Linked DNA regions of Mus musculus: all the other regions are linked to region 3. The links are chromatin contacts, called in public Hi-C and Micro-C maps. All regions are on one chromosome and are shown on one strand. Each heading gives the region's core, a stretch centred on a gene start, on an enhancer-like site or on the middle of the called end of the contact. The rest is flanking DNA. Distances are from core to core; before and after follow the strand shown.

Evidence for each region. A called contact is a pair of places that touch in the nucleus more often than the background predicts.
Region 1: a contact with region 3 is called in a Micro-C map of palatal mesenchyme, with 2.5 times the contacts expected there. The contact joins two enhancer-like sites. A contact is called at or near these places in 3 of 15 datasets of contacts at CTCF or cohesin (the NIH/3T3 cell line, embryonic stem cells and pro-B cells), 3 of 484 Hi-C or Micro-C datasets (cerebellum, embryonic stem cells and palatal mesenchyme), 15 of 115 datasets of contacts at active chromatin or transcription factors (T-cell acute lymphoblastic leukemia, craniofacial prominence, differentiating embryonic stem cells and 9 more) and 5 of 9 other capture datasets (adipose tissue, embryonic stem cells, embryonic tail and 2 more).
Region 2: a contact with region 3 is called in a Hi-C map of the HPC-7 cell line, with 3 times the contacts expected there. The contact joins two enhancer-like sites. A contact is called at or near these places in 4 of 39 promoter capture datasets (the 3T3-L1 cell line, embryonic stem cells, liver and 1 more), 5 of 484 Hi-C or Micro-C datasets (the HPC-7 cell line, Kupffer cells, bone marrow-derived macrophages and 2 more), 7 of 115 datasets of contacts at active chromatin or transcription factors (Th17 cells, bone marrow-derived dendritic cells, bone marrow-derived macrophages and 3 more) and 4 of 9 other capture datasets (adipose tissue, embryonic stem cells, liver and 1 more).

The regions. Positions count from the first base shown.
Region 1 is chr4:128,905,178-128,909,947 of GRCm38.p6, forward strand. It overlaps Trim62 (tripartite motif-containing 62), which reads left to right. Exons shown (of 5, transcript NM_178110.3): 5 at 3,859-4,770. The coding sequence ends at 4,409. Among named protein-coding and RNA genes, the nearest start is that of Gm33901, 9.8 kb to the right of the region's middle. Within about 2 kb of position 1,599, at least 48 of the 459 cell types and tissues checked have an H3K27ac peak or open chromatin away from gene starts, as enhancers often do. A contact at or near this core is called in T-cell acute lymphoblastic leukemia and palatal mesenchyme, where this site is marked.
Region 2 is chr4:128,837,973-128,842,479 of GRCm38.p6, forward strand. No RefSeq gene overlaps it. Among named protein-coding and RNA genes, the nearest start is that of Zfp362, 34 kb to the left of the region's middle. Within about 2 kb of position 1,954, at least 160 of the 459 cell types and tissues checked have an H3K27ac peak or open chromatin away from gene starts, as enhancers often do. A contact at or near this core is called in the HPC-7 cell line, adipose tissue and bone marrow-derived macrophages, where this site is marked.
Region 3 is chr4:128,709,473-128,714,464 of GRCm38.p6, forward strand. It overlaps Phc2 (polyhomeotic 2), which reads left to right. Exons shown (of 15, transcript NM_001195130.1): 5 at 27-191; 6 at 1,586-1,672; 7 at 2,587-2,887. Among named protein-coding and RNA genes, the nearest start is that of Gm33712, 16 kb to the right of the region's middle. RefSeq lists an enhancer at 4,942-4,992. Within about 2 kb of position 2,094, at least 184 of the 459 cell types and tissues checked have an H3K27ac peak or open chromatin away from gene starts, as enhancers often do. A contact at or near this core is called in the HPC-7 cell line, T-cell acute lymphoblastic leukemia, adipose tissue and 2 more, where this site is marked.

The sequences.
Region 1 (4,770 bases), core at 349-2,848, 200 kb after region 3:
ACAAGCGTATTTCCTGTCCCATCATTCCCCTGCTATACTGGAAAACAAAGAGTGTTTCTCGCTGGGCGCCTGGGCAGTCTTTCTCTGCTGCTTGGGTGATAGTTGAAGAACAGAAAACATTCTCATGGAGCCTGGAAATCTGTGACCCTTCCTGGGTGCCTTCTGACCCAAGGCCTTAGAGAGGTTTGAGAGCCTCGGGACATACCTGTAGAGGAGACAGGCCTCGGGCCCAGCCTTTGGTTTATAAATCATGAATGTCGGAATGTCACAGCTAGAGGTGACCTCTGACCTGAGCGAGCCTGGGGAAAGGCTTTGGTTCCTCAGGGTCTCGCCGCTCTCCAGAGGGTACCTGGAGTAGCGGGAAGGGGAGCTGCCAGGGTGCCTCTCAGGTCCCTAACTGCTCCCTCTGAAGGCCACTGCCTCTGCCAGCTTCAGGGAGACCTTCGAGTTCTGGAGATAGGACTCTCTGTTAAGACGAGATGGGAGAACTTGTAGCCTCACAATCTCCGGAGTGCAAAGGACACTCAGAGTCAGGCCATGCCTCTATCCTAGGGAAACTGTCAGGCTCAGCCCTAGCCCTAGCCCCAGCCCCAGCCCCAGCCCCAGCCCCAGCCCCAGCCCCAGCCCCAGCCCCAGCCCCAGCCCCAGCCCCACCCCCAGCCCCAGCCCCAGCCCCAGCCCCACCCCCAGCCCCAGCCCCACCCCCAGCCCCAGCCCCAGCCCCAGCCCCACCCCCAGCCCCAGCCCCAGCCCCAGCCCCACCCCCAGCCCCAGCCCCAGCCCCAGCCCCAGCCCCAAGGAGCTGGCCCCATCCCTGGAGAATCAGGACCTGCGGCGCAGAGGATGAATTTTCTGCTCTCCTCTACGCAGGACTCAGCCGGGTCAGGCTTTCCCCGGCCCACATGCTCTTCACTGTCACACTGGTCTCAGAACCACCAGGAGCCCGACCCACTCAGCAGTGGCTCTGGAAGGGACCCACAATGTCCTACACAGACTTAAGAGTCAGGCTGAAGCTGGGTGGTGGCGCACACCTTTAATCCCAGCACTTGGGAGGCAGAGGCAGTTGGATTTCTGAGTTCGAGGCCAGCCTGGTCTACAGAGTGAATTCCAGGACAGCCAGGGCTACACAGAGAAACCCTGTCTCGAAAAAAAAACCAAACCAACCAAACAAACAAACAAAGAGTCAGGCTGAGTCTTCATGCTGCTTGCCAGTATCCCCCTGACTGTTCCTTGACCCCTGGGGTCTCCCCACTACCATCTCCTTATACCCTCCTAGGCACCTGGGATATAGGAGCCTGCCATTCCCTACTGCTGGTGTTTTCCCCGGAGCCCTAAGCATCCCCACATCCACTCCACCCCAACGGATCCCAGTCTGTAGTGTAAATGATGCAACATCTGTATCTAATTAGTTTCTTACACACACACACACACACACACACACACACACACACACACAAACACACACACACTCACACACACACACACACACTCACACATCCTTCTAGCCTTTCCTCTTACTGTGGGAGTTCTTCACACTGCACAGGACAGGACCTTTCTTGTTCTGACTAACTGCCCAGGGACTGACAGAATACAGAATACAGTTCATGTGTGTGTCCATTAACCTCCCCATTTACATCCTTTAACAAAGGATTGTTCCACAGGCCCCTCTAGACCCAGGGCTCCTGGTTCCCACACAGCTCTCTGCGCTCTGAGGAAGCGTGAGAGGCAGAAGTGAATGACCCGTGACCTAGCTCCCTGAAGAAGCTCCATGCACGTCAGCAAGCAGCCTGTTAGGGATGCACCAGAAACATGATGCTGGACAGACTAGAAACATGATGCCTAGTGGGACTGCCACAAGCCTTGGGGCGTCTTATTTCTCTGCAGATAGAGCCCGCAGAGGCACTGACTGGGTCCTGGGCTAGAGCCATCGTGACCCTGCTCTCGATGAGAAGGAAAGAGACAGGGAGTTGGGAGACATCCTTGGCTCTGAGGAACTGTAGCCATAGTCCATTGCTTCCCCCAGTTCTTTCTCCCCTCTGCCATGCTCTGGCCTGGAGAGACTCCTGTAGCTGAGAAGTGCCAGTCCCAGGTTCTCACTGTCCCTGGAGGGGGTTATCAGAGTAAACAGGAGGTATAAACCAGAGATCTTGACAAGAGTTCGGGAGACTGTCAAATCAGACCTGCTAAGCCGGTATGGCCAGCTCAGAACCAGGTGACCCAACCTGCACCACGGGCTCAGCACTCAGAGGCGAGTACATGTGAGTGCCCGGAAGCCTGCCCATGCTGGGCTCCGTGCTCACCACTGAACTCTCAAGGAGGAGCTGAGATCACCGCAACCTGGGCCTTGGCCTCTGGTGCAAAGCCAGTGAGAAATTTGCTCAGAGGGCCATACCCTGTTTGGGAGAGTGGCACAGAGAGAGAGCGCACGAGTCCCAGAGGCTAATCTGGAAACCAGCTCATTCCTCCAACATGAAGGCTCTCAGAGGGTGGGCCTCTGAAAGAGCCTCTTTGGGTGATCTCGGCAGAGAGGATGTAGGGGAGGTGGGGGTGGGGTAGACAACAGAAGCAAAGGAGCTGGGCCTGAATGAAGAGGTGGGCTCTGGCCAGGTGCCAGGGGCTGGGTGCCCTTCAATAGTTCCAGCTCTGCCGGCATCTTTTGACTTAAGATCAGTCAGGGCTCCTGAGGGTCTCAATTTTCCTGTCTGTCAAATGGAAGAGTTTAGTAGGATTAGAGATTTCCAACCTCGGGGGGACATATTGTCTATTTTTTTAAATAACAAAATTTAAAATCTAGGATCATACCTAAAACCTTTTTAATATACGTGTATGTACAATAAGGTACATGTGTGTTTGTAACAACTGACCATGATATAAAGGGGATTGTAGCTAGACTTCTTTGGAGACAGCACTCCGTGCTCCACAGCCTGGCTTCAAACTCACTGTGGAAGAGAAGATGTTCTTGAATTTCTGGTCCCCCTGCCTCCACCTCCAGAGTGCTTCAATTACAGGAATATTCCACCAGGCCCAGGTTTATGAGGCTGGGAATCAAACCTGTGGCTTTGTGCATGCCAGGCAAGGACTTTGCCAACTGATCTATGCCCCCCCAGTTCATAATTAAATATTTTGAATGTCAGTATGTAGAAGCTTGTGCAGAGTTACACTGGAAAATACAACGCAACCAGGTGCTCATATTGTAACTGAAACAGCATTCAGGAGGTTGTCTGTGTCGATGGTGTTACCCTTAGAGATATATTTTCCAAAAGAGCAAGTGACTCTTAGTTCCATAAAATGTAGCCTCCCCTGGTTCGGTCACTGCATTCCAAAACCCTCAATGTGTTTTAAAATTAGAAAACAAAAACAAAAATGGTCTCACATTTATACATAACTATGGAGGTAGGTTGTACTTTAAGATCATCATAAAAAGATTTCTCGACCACTTGCATGTCCGGCAGGGCATTTGGAATTCAGTGGTGGGCGTGAACAGTCCCTCCTGAGGCAAGCTGACCCCATCCCGCTGGTCTTAGAGACACACATTTCCAGATTGTCCTCTAGGGGGCAGTATCACCCGGCTAATCTTCACGCTCCCTCCCAGCTCTGAAACTCCCTTATTGCTGGTGCTCTTTGCATTGGGAATCAACTAGCGACCGAGTAGCCATCGGTTAACACCCCTGTATCCTGGTGCAAAGATGGTAGGCTGCTCTATTTTGCAGAGGAGGAAGAAACAGACAAGAGGGCAGGCACACAGTAGGTCAGCAGCCTTCCAGACACCAACCAGGACCCTCTCCCCAGGGATAGTGGATAGTGGGTCTACAGCCTTCTCTCCACTGATCTCTCCTTCCTCCTCTCTCTCCCATCTAGTGCCAGCTGCCCTGACCATGGACCCAGGCACTGCCCACCAGCGCCTGATCCTGTCCGATGACTGCACCATCGTGGCCTACGGGAACCTACACCCACAACCACTGCAGGACTCACCAAAGCGCTTTGACGTAGAGGTGTCGGTGCTGGGCTCTGAAGCCTTCAGTAGCGGTGTCCACTACTGGGAGGTGGTGGTGGCGGAGAAGACCCAGTGGGTGATTGGGCTGGCCCATGAGGCTGCCAGTCGCAAAGGCAGCATCCAGATTCAGCCTAGCCGCGGCTTCTACTGCATCGTTATGCATGACGGTAACCAGTACAGCGCCTGCACAGAGCCCTGGACTAGGCTCAACGTCCGTGACAAGCTTGACAAGGTGGGCGTCTTCCTGGACTATGACCAGGGCCTCCTCATCTTCTACAACGCCGATGACATGTCCTGGCTCTACACCTTCCGAGAGAAGTTTCCTGGCAAGCTCTGCTCCTACTTCAGCCCCGGCCAGAGCCACGCCAATGGCAAGAACGTCCAACCACTGCGGATCAACACCGTCCGCATCTAATCTGGGCAGAGGGAGACCAAAGCCTCCTGGGGCTGTGACCACCAGCAAGAGCCTTGCCTGACAGATGGAGGACCTGGACTGCTCAGGCCCACTGTGGCCACCCTGAGACCTCAGGCCAACTGTTTGTCCCCTCCTCCTCCCCTTCTGCGAGCTGGAGATTGCACTCCGTGGTTGATGCCCTGTGGCTCTGATCTTAATGGGATGTGACATGGCTTCTCCCCAGGGCAGCCCTTGCCCAACCCCTCATCCCCATTCTCTCAGGAACAGGGAAGCTCTCTGTTCCCCTCCTCCTGCCCAGCTAACCTAGCATCGTGACAGGTCAGATGTGATCAGTAGCTAGCAGCCCAAAAGGTATACAAAA
Region 2 (4,507 bases), core at 704-3,203, 130 kb after region 3:
TTAACCCTGTCCTATAGATCAGGAAGCAGCAGCAGCAGCAAGAGGTGACCTCACTTGCTGGGTTAAAGCAGAAAGGGTCCCAGTCAGAGTGTGCAGCCCCAGTCTGCCTGCTGACCCTCCCTGTGGTATCTGGCAGAAGGTTTCACTCATACATCAATGGCTCTCCGGCTTTAAGCTTCTTCGAGTCAGATCTCTGTGTTGTCACACCCTAGCATCCTGAATTATTGAGTGAGAAAGGAGAGTCTGGACAGAGCTGATGAAGATTCTTGGCTTACCCAAATTCCAGTTCGGCTCCTGATGCCCCTCCTGGGCCTGTCTGTACATTTCCTTGTAGATCCAGTTTCACAAGTACCCAAGCTTAGTCTGGTTGGCGAGAGTTTCCATCCTGGAGATCTGATCACCCTTGATAGCCTCCTACCAGTCGCCCATTCTGCCTTCCCTCTCAGCTGATGTCTGACCATCCTGGCCTGCCTCCAGCAAGAAGCCAGTTAGTTCGGTTTAAGCTCCAGCTTCCCCTGATGTTTTTTTCCTCTTAATCATGTTCTCCCCACTGACTCTGCCCGTTCCTTATCTATAAATCCCCTCTTGTTCCCACTGTATTTGCATGAGTCTACCCTCTTCCCCATTGCAATCCCACCATAATGGTTCTATCCTCTGTGATGGCCCTGAAGGAAGTCTGTTTCCTGTGTTTTAGCGAGTAGAGTACCACTGATTAAAAAAAAAAAAAAGCAAAGTACAGGAGGCAGGTCTCAGGCTAGGCTCAGCCTAGTAGAGCTTGGTGGAGACCTTCCAAAGGATACCTGGGTCTCTGTTACCTCAGAAAATGCCAGAGTAAAGAGCCAGCCCTGTCTTTAGCCCAGCAGGTATAAAGACTTCGGAGTGTTGGGCAGAGTCAGGAGAGGACGGCCAGCTGAGGTGCAGGATGGGGGATGATCGTTGTTGTGGTTTATAGAAAGGGAAGGAGAGAGGGGATGTGTTTGGTGGAGGTACAGTAAGGTGTGGGGGAAGGGTGTGCCTCTGCGGGCGTGCTAAGGCATCCCTGCCCCTGAGGGACCAGCATAAAATAGTGTTTATTCAGGGCATGGGAGGGGGGTTGAGAGAAAGGCGGAGAGAGAGAGGGGGAGAGAGAGAAGAGAAGTAGAGGCTGGCCATGAGCATGTGGAGGGGGGGGAAGGAAATGGGGGGCGGAGAGGGTAAGAGAGCAAGAGAGAGAGGAGGGGGCAAGCAGCCGCTTTTATAGTGAGTCAGGCACACCTACAGCCAGGTAACTGTGGGGCGGAACCTAGACTAACAATTGTCACCTTGACTGAATCTAGAATCAGCTAAAAGACATGCCTCTGGGCCGTGTGAGAGGTCAGTTGCAGGAAGGCTTGCCTAGGGGGAAGAGGATCCTCTCTCAAAGAGGATTTTCCCTTCAAGGGTGGCTCAGTGTGAAGAAGTCTGAGGGGTGAAGGGGCCACTTTCTGCCTTCTGCTCCTTGTTGGCGTGAGCAGCTGCTCTGTTTGCGGGCTTTTCCGGTTTTCCCAGGTAGCCTGAAGACCAGGGCTTCTCTGGAATCTTCCAGGCTTTCAGCACTACCTCAAGACTGCTAAAGCATCCAGCTTCCTGGACCAAGGGAGCCATGGTGTCCTCGACCTCTCCAGAACGCCCATATCTGTATTGTTTGACTGCTTAGCCTGTGCCATGTAACCAACCTATCAAACCCTTCCAGAGAACTCTCCTACTGACAAGAAGTCAGGCGTGAAGACACCATTTGGTCTCAATGGCCAGTCAGAGTATAAATGAGTATTAGCCACAAAGAAATAATGAATGGTTTTAGAAGTGTAAAGAAGACAGTGTCCTAAGGTCCACACAGATGTTTCTAGAACTCAACAGCACAGGAGGGAAAACCATGATTAAGAATCTCAACCCTGTGACTCAGGACTGGGGCAAAAAGATTGAGGAAACACAACATTTGACGTCAGCAGAGGCCTCTGCTGTTCCCAGGGCTGCACAGCAGGCCCTGTGCAGAGCAGGAAGCCAAGAGCTACTCAGAGGGCAAGCAGCTGTAAGGCCTCCTCTGGGAAGACACCCTTTGATCTCCCCAACAGCCAGGGGGTCTGGCTTCCTGCATCCCAGAACGCCTTCTCCAGGAGAGATTGCTGAGGTCACGGAGTCTGACCCCACTGAACAGACAGGGCTCGAGGAATCATGAGAGATCCAGTCAAGGTCACGCAGGGAGCCAGCACGGACAAGTTAGGACCAGGATCCAACCCCCAACACCACCACCGTTCCTTCTGTTTTTGCTCTTTCAGCAGGAAGCCTGCAGGGAAGGCTAGTTCTCTGCTGTGGAGGGGGTCCACTTCCTGCCAAAGCCAAGCGAGTTCAAAGGCCCCTGGATGGTCTGGGATCTGGACCGTCCAAGCAGGAGACAGGGATCCTTTAAGTCACAAAGACTTCTTTATTCTTTGAGATTTTAAGTGGACCGAAGCCAATTCCCTAACATTCTTCCTTCTGATGTGGCCCTTGGCAAAAAATTACGCTGCGCATATACCGGGCTTGGTGCCAGGCGCATCCTTCACAGACACAATCTTTCGGGGGTGGGGGGTGGGGGTGGGGTATTGTTTCATGGTTTCCCAGATGAGGAAGTGGAAGTTCAGGAGGGTGAAGACAGTTGCTCCAGGTCACACAGCTAGAAGCTGAGCCTAAGCGTGTCAGGTTGCAGAGCCTTAACAGAGCTGGCCTTTGGGTCACTTCAGGGCCATAGGGAGCTGAGTTCCAGCAACCTGTCTTCTGAGGCAACAGTCAGACAGTAGATGCCTGCCAAAAGCCAACAGCTTTGAGTGTAGAGATAGAGATGACAAGGGGTAGAACTGACAGAGTCCCGACTGTGTGTCTGTCAGCCATTCTGCTAAGCATGCTGATGTGTATGAACACTTATATAGCCGTCACAATTGCACATGTCGGGGTGTTCAATATCTCTTTGTATATAGGCAGTAAGAGCAGAGATGCAGGCAGTCTAGTGGTTGGTCAGACGTCAAACATGGAGGCTCTCCATCGCCTGTAGCGGGAGCTTCACCTCCACCTCACACCACCCTTGAAATGAGAAACCAGAACTCAGAGACACAGGTAAGTAGATAAACACCATGGAACCTGTAGGCTCCCTCCCACCTCTCGGGAGACTGTGAGCAGCAAGGAACCGAAGAGCCCCACCCCCACCCCACCCCACCCCAGCCACCTTGGTTTGAGCTGTAAGGAATTCGTGAAATTGCAGGGAGAAATTTGGTGACTTGATCTTCTCAGGAGCCAGCCTCCCTCACGCACTGATAACATTTCCTTATGATCAGAGCGTGAATGGAGCAGTGTCTGCCTTTGTCTGCAGATGTGACCACTGTTCAATGAAGAAGGAGTTTTCTTTTGTTGTGTCTTGGCAGGAGGACATCCTTGACTGAAAGTCTCCCCTTGCATCTCATTGGCCATGACGAGGTCACATGCTTCTCACGACAGGAGGAATAGAAACACCGGCCAATCATGACTGTCAGATCGTAGCCTGCCCTCGGAGTGTTTAGCTTTCTGGGAACAGGACCAAAATCCCATGCCTTCGCTAAGGAGCTATCCTACACTGTGCAGATAACAAACAACATGCTCAGAGAACTAGAAAAATAATCAAGATGTCCAGCCAGCCTACAATGTCAAAGGAATTAAATCTGCGTATTACACAGACTTCTGCACTGATGTGTTTATTACAACACTATTTACAACAGCCAAGATGGTAAATTAGCCAAGGTATCCGTGGATGGATAACTGGGTGTACTGGCTAGTTTTATGTCAACTTGACCCAAGCTAGAAAAAAAAAAAAAAAGCTTCCAAAAGATCAAACTGTAAACAAGCCAGTAGTAAGGCATTTCCTTAATTAGTGATTGATAGGGGAGGACGCTCAGAGTCATGGGTGGTGGTCCTGAGTCCTATAAGAAAGCAGGCTGAGAGAGCCATGTGGAGCAAGCCAGTGAGCAGCAGCCCTCCCCTGGCCTTTGCATCAGCTCCTGTCTCCAGGTGCTTGCCCAGTTTGAATTCTGGTCCTGACTTCCTCCAATGATGAACAGTGATATGGAAGTCTAAGCTAAATAAACTTTTGTTATCAACTTGCTTTTGGTCATAGGGTTTCAAAACAGCAATAGAAACCCTAACTAAAACAGTAAGGAAAGAAAATAGAATATGTATCATGGAATATTACTCAGCCATAAAAAGAAGGAAATTCTGTCTTCTGCAGACCATGGATGGAACTGAAAGATGCTGTGTGAAGTGAAGTAAGTCAGACTCAGAAAGGCAAACACCATGTGTCTCCATCGATGTGTGAGAAGTAAAAAAGTTGATTTCCCAGGAGTGGAGACTAGAATATGATGATCAGGACTCACAAGAGTGGTGGAGAGGGTCCAGGCAAGCAAGCACTGTGACCTGGACACAGGTTCTCACTTGCCCACGGGCTCCTTATGTGCCCTTGACCGAGGCCTGGCTCTCTCAGGATTCC
Region 3 (4,992 bases), core at 844-3,343:
TCTGATGTGCACATCTCTCTCATCAGCTCAATCTGGCAGCCTCCCCGGCAGCAGCCCAGCTTATCAACCGGGCACAGAGTGTCAATTCAGCCGCAGCCTCGGGCCTTGCCCAGCAGGCCGTGCTCTTGGGCAACACGTCCTCCCCTGCCCTGACTGCCAGCCAAGCACAGATGTACCTCAGGGCGCAGATGGTGAGTATGTGCGTCCTGGGTGTGTTCCTGGACTTCAGGGACACAATCAGGAAAGATAGGAGATTAGAGAAAGGAGCAGAGATCGCAAGGAACCAGGAGCAGGAAGAAGGGGGTGGAAGAAGCCTGAGGGCTGAGTGGGCAGCCGTAGGGATCAGGGAGGGTCAGGTCCAAGATGGAGCCAGGGAAAGTCACCCTACAGTGCCTCCCTTCCCTGCCCATCTCAGAACTAAGTTAGGGAGACGGGGCAGGATGCATGCCCAGGTGGTGCCTAGAACTCACAGGTGAGCAGACAGATTCTAGCTGCTCCACAGAGACGAGCTGGCTCCCAGGACAGTCCTCTCAGCTTGCCCCGTTCTATTTCATGTAGAACATACCTGACCTGGCACTGTCTGCCCCTAAGGGGTCCTTAGGTCTGGGAACAGCAGACTAGGAAGCAACCACGTAACCGTGGTGGGCTCCAACCGACAAGTCCCCGCCCGTGCCGCCCGTGCCGCCCAGGCTGAAGAGAAGCTGGTTTTCTCTTTTACCCATGATGACACCATCCTGAAGACAGCGTAGTCCCTCCCTGCCTTGCTGTTAAGGCCAGAGCATCACACCGGGGGCTGCTCTGATCTTGTTCCCTAGTTTTTCTTCCTGACTCCGAGCTTGTCGCTGCGGGTACTCTTCCCCTTCCCAGGCAATGCCTCAGACAGCATATGACTGGACTTCCATGTCCCCAGCCAACTGGCAGCCACACTCCACTTTACTCTATGTCCCCACTGGGGTCCTGATGCCCATCTGCTGCCCTCTGAGAGCAGAATGTACACAGAGGGAGTGATCCAGGAGGCCCCAGCACTGAGATGAAGGAGGCCCCCTGCCCCGACACCAGCTTATCCACATGCATGCAGAGACAGAGCCACACAGAGGTCAAGGTGCCAGCCAGTGCTGCCTCTTTACCTGCACCCCTCCAGATGAGACGCAGTCACCGTAGCTCCAGGCCATCTCCTTCCTCTGCTGTTGCTGCTTCCAGACTCCCCTCCCCACCCCCGCTGAATCAGAGCTTGACTAGAAAGTGACCACTGTGCAAACCGATTTAATCCTTTTTGAAAGATAATCTTATTCCGATCTAGCCCTGGGGAACAGAGCTATCTTAGACCTGGAAGATCAGCCTATGACAGCTGCCCAAGGTTCCTCCTCACAGGACTGAGGAGACAGTGCCAGATTCTGAGGCAACAGAGTCCCTCAGAACAAGGGTCCCGCTTGCTTAGCCATCCCCTGGCTAAACTGCTCTCCCCTGTGGCTCAGCCTACACTGGGCAGGTAAAAGGTGCCTCGTTCCCTGTGATTCCAGACCCAGCTAGGTAACTTGGTGCAGGTAGCTAGGAGCCTAGGCCCTCTGTTCCTTTGTCCCCTCAGCTCATCTTCACGCCCACGGCCACCGTCGCTACTGTTCAGCCTGAGCTCTGCACTGGTTCCCCTGCTCGGCCCCCTACCCCTGCCCAGGTGAGGACCCCGGGCTCGTGGGTGGGCAGGGGGGTGGGCAGCTCATAGAGGGGCAGGGGTGCTGGCAGTGGTAGGACTCGTCTATGAAGCAATAAGAAAATGGACTCGCTCGTTACCATCCAGCTGGCCTCAGCACCTCTTGGCTCCTCTGAATATAGGTAGGCAGCAGAGAGCACCGTGAGCCAGCACTGAGGGGAGGGGATCAGAGGCAGGGGCATACGGAGAGAAGGAACGGTATGGGTGCTGGCCTCCGGCCTTCTGCTACAGCACAGAGGAGCTATTCTGTGTGAGACGTCTGTGGGAACCTGAGAACGGACCTCTTACTCAGTCTGTCTTCCTACGCCATCTCCAGAAGGGGGACCCAAGCTCGAGGATGGAGAAGCTAGGTTATGAGTCCGGCACTGCCCCCCATTGTCCAGCAGAGGGCAGCAGGGACCAGGCTGAGTAAGCATGCGGCTGTCTTGGAAACGACCTGGCGTTAACCTGACTGTGAGGACAAGCTGAGCCTCTGCTTTGCCTGTCAGTCTTGTTCTGTTTTTTTCCATACCGTGCTTTGCCGCAGTAGGATGCAACGAATCCCGATAGTGTCAGGGGTGGGGAACGAAAGGCGCTGGCTTCCCTGCCCCTGTCTGCCCCAGCCGGGCAGCCCCAGAATTCAGTTCTGATCACTAACCATACTTCCTGTGTTCTTTACAAACTCCACCCACTCCGGGCTTCTCTTTCAGCCCCTAACTACCCACCCCGTGCGTCTCTCTTTCTGGTGTCTCTTCTCTATCTCTCTTTCTCTCACTCGCTCCGTCTAGAAACCATTTTCATGTCTGTAGTCCTGGATCTGCCCTAACTCCCTCTCAGGTGTGTGTTGCTGTTGCCCCGGCCTGCATTCTCTGGACTCTCACGGGGCCCCTCTTTTTCAGGTACAGAACCTGACGCTTCGCACCCAGCAGACACCAGCAGCAGCAGCCTCGGGCCCTCCCCCCACCCAGCCTGTCCTGCCCAGCTTGGCCCTGAAACCCACACCCAGCAGTAGCCAGCCTCTGCCTGCCCCACCACAGGGCAGGACCATGGCTCAGGGTTCCCCTGCGGGTGCCAAGCCTAGTGGGACTGACAATGCGCCAGAGACACTCAAGGCAGGAGATGGTAACTGCAACATGGAGGGCCGGCCAGGGCCTGGCCGGGCAGTTCCTGCTGTGGCTACTCACCCGCTCATTGCACCAGGTAAGGTCCCAGCACGATGAAGTCTGGGTTATGGATCAAGAGAGCCCTCCAAAGCTTCCAAACGTTCCTTCCCATATGTGCGTTAGGACACCAGACTCCCTGTCCCCTCCCAGTCCTGGGGTGTTTGCCAGCCCCAGGCTCCGGTTCATGCTTAGTCTGACTTTAGAAACCACATCCCTAGGGTTAAGCCTTTGCACCGACACAGCCCCGGCTCCGGGAACCGGTCACAGCCTTAGCCCTGAATGGGTGGGGACTGGTAGATGGACTATTTTGGGATCCCCAAAGTTAGTGAAAGGGATGTGGCCAGCCAGAGCTTGGGAGAGCCACAGGCAGAGGAGAGGCAGGAAGCTGACTCTAATCCTTCAGGAGGCCTTGGCTAACTTATATGGGCAAGCTTTCTGACTCCTCTGAGTTCCCAGAGGCTGGGGAGGTAAAGGAGGGTGACACTGTGGCCTGTTCTGTGTCCAAGCTCCGAGCCCCGCAGGAGAGTGGAAGGACCCCCTAACCTCGTGGACAGGAGCCTGGGATCTCCACACTTGAGAGTAAATTTAGAAGATTGGAAAAAAAAAAAAAAGCTGATTGTTTGCTGGGCCCATTCATTCTGCAAATGGGGGTGAATCAGTGGCCTCTGACTAGCCCCCGGCCCTGCCCACTGAACCTCCCAGCACTGGCTGTGAATGAGAAAATCTGCCAAGAGCTCTGGAAGCCTGGAAACAAACTTTCTAGTCGAAGGAAAAAGTGTGAGCAATTCAACAACAGAAGTAAATATAGCAGGGACCATATTGCTTAGATTAAAAACAGTCCCTGTGGCCAGCCACCAACCCTCATCCTCACCCACGCACGCCACTGAGAATCCAGTAGACGCCACACGGTCTCTGAAGTTTTCTTGAGAATCTATGACTACATTAAAACCAAGGTGATCAGGCTGGGGTGTAACTTGGTGATACAACAATACTTACCTAGAATATGTGAAGCCCTGGCTTTGATGCCCACTGTCACCAAAAAAGGTTAAAAAAAAAAAGTCAACTTATGCTTTCTTACCTAAGAGAATATACAGTTAAAAGCAAATCCATTCAGGCTTTTAATCCATTGTAGGTGTGGCAGGCACAGATAGTCAACTCAGTACCAGGCAGCTGACTCTGGGGTGCTGTCTCTCAGAGGATGCACCTGAGTTTTTTTATGTAGCCCAGGCCAGCCTGGAACTCCCCATCTTCCTGTCTCAGCCTCATGAATACTGGGGTACAGGTATATGCCAACACAGCCAGCTGGCACCCGAATCTTGAAGAATGAGCAGCAGTAGCCCGGCACACAAGTAGGGGTAGGCACCCTAGGCAGACTGAAGGAAGCACAGGCCAAGCGCATGAATACGAGTCATTTCTTCACCGTTCGGAGACTTCAGAAGTCACCCAGGACAAAGGACAGGTTAACTGACTTGCATAGGTCCTACCTGAGCTGAGAAGGGCTCCCCCTGCAGAGGCCTAAGGTTCCCAGTTGTCCCCCTGCCTGGCATTGCTATTTCCAGAGACTGCTCCAGCTGTGTTCTTTGGTGGAAAAAGAAACTGAGGCTGGACAGCCAGACTTAGGGGGGGGGGGGGGAGGGGCACATGTGATTAGAACATTAGCCTGGAGCTAGAGCAACAAGGCTCCTCCTCTTTCTTCCTCCTCCTCCTCCTCTTCCTCCTCCTCCTCTTCTCCTCCTCCTCCTCCTCCTCTTCTTCCTCCTCCTCCTCCTCTTCTTCTTCCTCCTCCTCCTCTAATTCAATAACATTTAATTTTTTTACTGAAAAAAATCATACAGTATATTGACCTCCCCCCCCCCTCCATTCCTACCAGGTTCTCCCCATCACCAACCACCCACCTTCTCTCTCCCTCTTAAAAACACAAACAAGCAAACAAAAACAAACATCAAAAATGGAAATCATAGAAGCCAAAGACCAGTAAGACAAACATGCCCAGACAAAACGAGATAAAATTTCTCCAAAACTAGCATTGACTTTGTTTCGTGTTGGCCAATTACTCTTGAGTGTAGGACCTATCCTCAAGTGTGGTTAATATACCAGTGAGACGCCATTGGAGAAAACGAGTGGTTCCTTTGCCAGTGGGTA